Linked DNA regions of Mus musculus: region 2 is linked to region 1. A link is a contact called in public HiChIP or PLAC-seq data. All regions are on one chromosome and are shown on one strand. Each heading gives the region's core, a stretch centred on a gene start, on an enhancer-like site or on the middle of the called end of the contact. The rest is flanking DNA. Distances are from core to core; before and after follow the strand shown.

Region 1 (2,700 bases), core at 115-2,614:
CAGGAAGAATTACAAAGGATAAAGAATGAGAAAAAACAGAAACAAAATGAAAGAAAACAGAAAATCTCAGAAAATAGAAAACATTTGGCTAGTGTACGTGTTGTACAAAAAAACCTTGTGTTTGTTGTAGGTCTGTCACAGCGCCTAGCAGACCCAGAAGTAAGTCCTCTTCTGCTTTCCCTGTCAGTGCCATAGTCTTACTGTGTCTGCCCGTCTTATCTGAGAATAATAGTTGGCCCTGGTAAATTCTAAGACTCTTCTGAAAATAATAAAGTTTTGGAGAAAGTATGAATAATAATAATAATAATATTTTTTAATAATGTTTATAAACCAGTTTACAAAGCTAGGTGGTGGTGGTGCACTCATAATCCCAGCACTCGGAAGGCAGAGGCAGGTAAATCTCTGTGAGTTCGAGGCCAGCCTGGTCTACAGAGCGAGTTCCAGGGCATCCAGGGCTACACAAAGAAACCCTGTCTCAAAACAACAAGAAAAATCCAATGACCAGTTGTGATCTTAGGCGTGTCTGAATCTTTCTGTGTTTCAGTTTCCTCGTGAAACTAAGGGCTTGACCTAAAAATCCTTTTAGTGATGGTAGCTTGTGACGTGGTAATGATCCTGTCACCCTTAAGGCTGATATGAGCTGTGACTAGGTTTGGGCTTTTTTGGTTTTTGGTTTTGTTTTGTTCCCCCTTTATCCCTTTCCTGTGGCTGTGTGGACCAATTAACTGAAGACAAAGTTACTTGACCCTAATAGGAAATCTTAACCAGCTGTCCAAGTTGGTGTGTGTGTGTGTGTGTGTGTGTGTGTGTGTGTGTGTGTGTGTGTGGTCAGAAGAGGAGTTTGCAGGACTCAGTTCTCTCCTTCCACTGTGTGGCTTCTGGGGTCAAACTCAGGTCAGCAGGTCCAAGAGTGAGTGCCTTTAGTAGCTGAGCGATCTCAGTGCTCCCCAAGTAGTAACTCTTGTTCATTCAGAACTGCTGTTCTGTGTTATCATTCTTTACTGTTGTCATTCTAAGCTAAATTTAGGGAAAGAAGGAGAATTTGACTAAGTGTAACGAGAGACCAAGTCCTTTGTGGTCCAGTCCCTAATTAGTGGCTCTTAACCTTTCTCTTTCCTCCTTCAGTTAGGCTAATCAAAGTTACTCTGAGCTCATGTTTTCTTGTAGGCTTTAAACATTCATCTGTTAATTTTTAATTCCACTGAAAGACTTACAAGATTGTTGGGAAAGAAAATTGAAGCTTGTGTCAGCTAGAATGTTTGCTTCAGTAGGAGAGCGCTGAATTTGAGGTCTTAAGATGAGTCCTGGAAGTGAGTTTGAGGTCATGCTCCTCATGATGTGAAGGACTGGCTCTGTCTATAGTAGAGCACTCTCTGCACTCTCTTAGGCCATTTCCAGCAGCTTCTTACTAACTGTGGCACATACCTGGCTGGGTAGTGGAGTGCACTTAACACAAGGGTTATTTTTGTTTACAGTTTCTGTCTGAGGTTTTAGTCCATTGTTAGCTAGCTCTATTGCTATGGGCCTAAGGTTAGATAGGTCATCCTGCCAGAAACTGAGTATGACAGAGGGGGATACTCATCTCATGTGGCGAAAAGGCAGAAAGAGGGACAAAGTAAGGCTGGGAACAAGATACCTTTCAAAGGTACATCTCAGAGACCCACTTCATCTGCATGGGACCCACTTCAAATAGCTTGCACTGCCTCCCAGGTCATAGTTTTCATATCTACTGCAGGCCAGGCCTTCAATATATCATCTTCTGGGGGATAACTTCATATCTAACCATAACTGAACCTACTGTCTCTTTTTGTAAAGACTAGAAAACTATATATTCACTGATTGATGAGTTTGTACTAAGGCTTTAAAATTCGTCTGACTCAACAGAGAATCTTAGGGAGCTGTTACTTGGAACAGCCTCATGAGCATTAGAACTGGATGCAGCTCAGTAATTACTAGGATCTGGATCAGCATGATGCCCCAAGAGTGAGAGTGGTTGCTGTGGAAGTCTTATGACCTGGCCTCAGTCCCTGGAGCCCATGGAGTCGTAGAAGGAGAGCATTAACTCTGCCAAGCTGTCCTCTGACCTCCACGCACGTTCCATGGTACACATCCACTCCTCTTTCCTGCTCTCTGCCGTTACCACACACCTAGGATTCTAGGTCCAGGGAATGTGCTGTGTTTTATGTCACAGTCAAGAGACCCGCTTCTTTGCAAAGGGGTTGGTCAAGTACTCATACCTGTAATCTGGACATTCAGGATATTAAAGCAGGAGGGGCATGGGTTTGAGTCTAACTTGGCTACTTAGTGAGTGCCAAGACATCCTGAGCTAAAGAAGTAAGATCCTGTCACAAGGAACAAAAATAAAAAATTTTAAACAGAAAAGTAAATATTAAGGAAAGAGTTCATTTTAGACTCACGATATCACTTCAGCAGTCACTTCTTCCCTTTTGTTTGTAAGCTTCCATTTTTCTGCTTTCTTCAGGCAGACAGAATCCCACCTCTTCTGTGACCACTTCCCTTGAACACGCTAAAACTTTGCTCTAACTTGTCTCTTTGTCCCATTCAATACTGCCTTTAGGAAAATGTTTTATTACTCTGTGTGTGTGTGTGTGTGTGCGTGTGTATGTGTGCGTGTGCGCGCGTGTGTGTGTGTGTGTGTGTGTGTGTGTGCTCGCGCACACGCTTTTGAGGGCATATACA
Region 2 (2,700 bases), core at 25-2,524, 100 kb before region 1:
GTGGCGCATGCCTTTAATCCCAGCACTTGGGAGGCATAGGAAGGTGAATTTCTGAGTTTGAGGCCAGCCTGGTCTACAGAGTGAGTTCTAGGACAGTCAGGCCTTCACAGAGAAACCCTGGGGGGGGGGGGGGGGCGGGGAAGAAAAAAAAAGGCATTAACTGTTTAATTTTGGAGAAATTATGTAATCACTGGAAGTCTTTGCTTCCAAATTAAATCTGAGATATTTAATTGCATTACTCCAAATATATAAATGAAATACACACATACACCAGGTATAAAGGGATTCAACAATCAAGACTAACACTTGCTCCAGTGAGCAGACAATATGTTGTCAATACAACAGAAAACTTCATTTCTACAGAACAATTTACCATACCACTTCTGAGATGGTTTATGTACAAAACTCAGATTTAGGTAATTTTCAAAAAATACTGGTAAACTGGCAAGAACCAGTACCAAAAACAGTTTAAAAACAAAACAGTCCTGCTGAAAAAGATGGTCCGTAAACGTTTGCTATGTTGCCTCTTAATTGTACTCATGAATCGAGTGTCTAAAGCCGTGTTCAGGAGTGCCAGACCTCGTACGAAATGTTTGACATCTAAGTCCTCCCCACTAACGACCGGCACCGTGTTCCTGGAACCAGGACAAATCAAAACCCATCCACTTCTTCAAGCATCTCTGAGGGGTTCCAATTACCAAAGATGACCCCAGCCCCAGCTTTTTCACAGCGATGTCACCGTCCGCCGTGGCTGTGACAACGGTGCAGGGCGGCACGTGCTGAGCCCGTGGCACCGCCTCGCGGCTGGCAAGACCTCCTCACCCCCATGCCCCATGACCGGCCCACGGCCCCCTTCCAGACCAGCTTCCTTCCAGCCTCGCCTGGGTCCCACAGCCCGGGACTTGAGCCGTACCTCGGCGGTAGATGGCCTGCCTACACCTGAAGGATATTGGGGGGACGAAGCGGCTTCGGGGGCGCGCGCCTGGCTGCCCGGGACCCCGCCGCTCCGCCTCCCCTTCACACGCCCGTTTCGAGGGCCAAACTGTCGCCGCGCCGCGCGCCATTCAAACGGAGGCGGCGCGGGGCTGCAGGCCGGAGCGCGGCGAGAGCGGGCCCTGCGCACACGCTCGCGCCCGCACTGCCAACGGCCCGACTGCACCAGCGCTCCCCACTCGCCGGCCCCGCCCCCCGTGGGTCCCCGCGGGTCCCTCGCGGGCCCGCCGCGCTCACCCGAATTTACCGCCAACAGCGCCGCCATCTTGGAGGAGGACTGAGAGAGCGCTCCTGCCGCGGGGAGGACCCCGGGCCCGAGGGCCTGCCCGCGTCGACGCCTGAACACAAGGGCGTCCCCAGGGCCTCCGAGAACGCCATGCGAGGCTCGAGCGGGTGTGCACAAGGCTCCCCGCCCTGCTCTGGCCTAGGGCCATCGAGTCTAACTGCGACCATTACCGTTAAAACAAGCCGAGGGCAGCCGGTTCGGAGACTAGCTGTGCAATGCATCATGGGACCCGTAGTTTTATTTCGAGTGAGCCGTGCAGTTGACTAGTGTTCAAAAAAGGGAAATCAGTGAAACTGAAAAAGTTCTTGCTGGGCGTGGTGGCGCACGCCTTTAATCCCATCACTCGGGAGGCAGAGGCAGGCGGATTTCTAAGTTCAAGGCCAGCCTGGTCTACAAAGTGAGTTCCAGGACAACCAGGGCTATACAGGCTATATACCCTGTCTCAAAAAAAAAAAAAAAAAAAAAGAGAAAAAATTCTCATGACCTTCATTTCAAGTTAAATTTTATTTGAATAGCCATCCCCCTTACCTTAAGAGAGTAGAGTGAAGTGAGTAAGTGATTAAGGAATTTCTATTTAATAAGTATATTCTGTAGACATAATCACATTGTGCTTCGAAAATTACAGACAGGGCCTGGAGAGATGGTTCAGAGGTTAAGAGCACTGAGTGCTCTTCCAAAGGTCCTGAGTTCAAATCCCAGTAACCATGTGGTGGCTGACAACCATTTGTAATGAGATCTGACGCCCTCTTCTGGGATGTCTGAAGACAACTACAGTGTACTTACATATAATAAATAAATAAATCTTTGGAAAAAAAAAAGAAAATTACAGACAGCGACAAAATTTGAGTACTGCCTGCCTGACTTCAAAAGTGTCACCCATTTGCTTCCTCATCCCCAACATGTTGAGTCAAATTCGACATAAATTTCACAAACACCAAATGTTTTTTCTACCTAAGCAACCAAAACTACTAAACTTACTCGTTAAATTTAAAATTTGCTAGCCGGGCGTGGTGGCCCACGCCTTTAATCCCAGCACTTGGGAGGCAGAGGCAGGCAGATTTTCTGAGTTCTAGGCCAGCATGGTCTACAGAGTGAGTTCCAAGACAGCCAGGGCTATACAGAGAAACCCTGTCTCAAAAAAACAAAAAGAAGAAAGAAAGGAAAAACACGTTACAGAATAGAATGGAAGCGGGCTAGTGAGATAAGAACCTAAAAAGCCTACTAAGTAACTTCTACATACGTTAGAAGTACTAATTCTGTCTTAAGCTTTCATTAAGTCTACTGTAAAATATAATGATTTCTGTGAATGATTGATGTCAGTAGCGATCTGCTTGAAAGCTCTTCGCTTATATTTGGAAGCCTTCAATGGAGAGTTCTAAGCCAAGCACCTCTTTCACTAGCGACTGACCAGACTGCCCTTA

Evidence for each region. HiChIP or PLAC-seq counts read pairs in DNA pulled down with a chosen protein or histone mark.
Region 2: a contact with region 1 is called in an SMC1A HiChIP or PLAC-seq map of large pre-B cells, with 2.5 times the contacts expected there. The contact joins the promoter of Nup205 here to the enhancer-like site in region 1. A contact is called at or near these places in 6 of 39 promoter capture datasets (the C10 cell line, the HPC-7 cell line, hippocampal neurons and 3 more), 1 of 15 datasets of contacts at CTCF or cohesin (large pre-B cells), 4 of 484 Hi-C or Micro-C datasets (the 63-12 cell line, nephron progenitors, uterus and 1 more) and 2 of 9 other capture datasets (adipose tissue and liver).

What each region holds. Positions count from the first base shown.
Region 1 is chr6:35,075,440-35,078,139 of GRCm38.p6, reverse strand. Cnot4 (CCR4-NOT transcription complex, subunit 4) reads left to right here. Exons shown (of 12, transcript NM_001164413.1): 3 at 1-159. Among named protein-coding and RNA genes, the nearest start is that of Gm33046, 57 kb to the left of the region's middle. Within about 2 kb of position 1,364, at least 5 of the 459 cell types and tissues checked have an H3K27ac peak or open chromatin away from gene starts, as enhancers often do.
Region 2 is chr6:35,176,190-35,178,889 of GRCm38.p6, reverse strand. It overlaps Nup205 (nucleoporin 205), which reads right to left and starts at 1,274. Exons shown (of 43, transcript NM_027513.1): 1 at 1,231-1,274. The coding sequence starts at 1,258.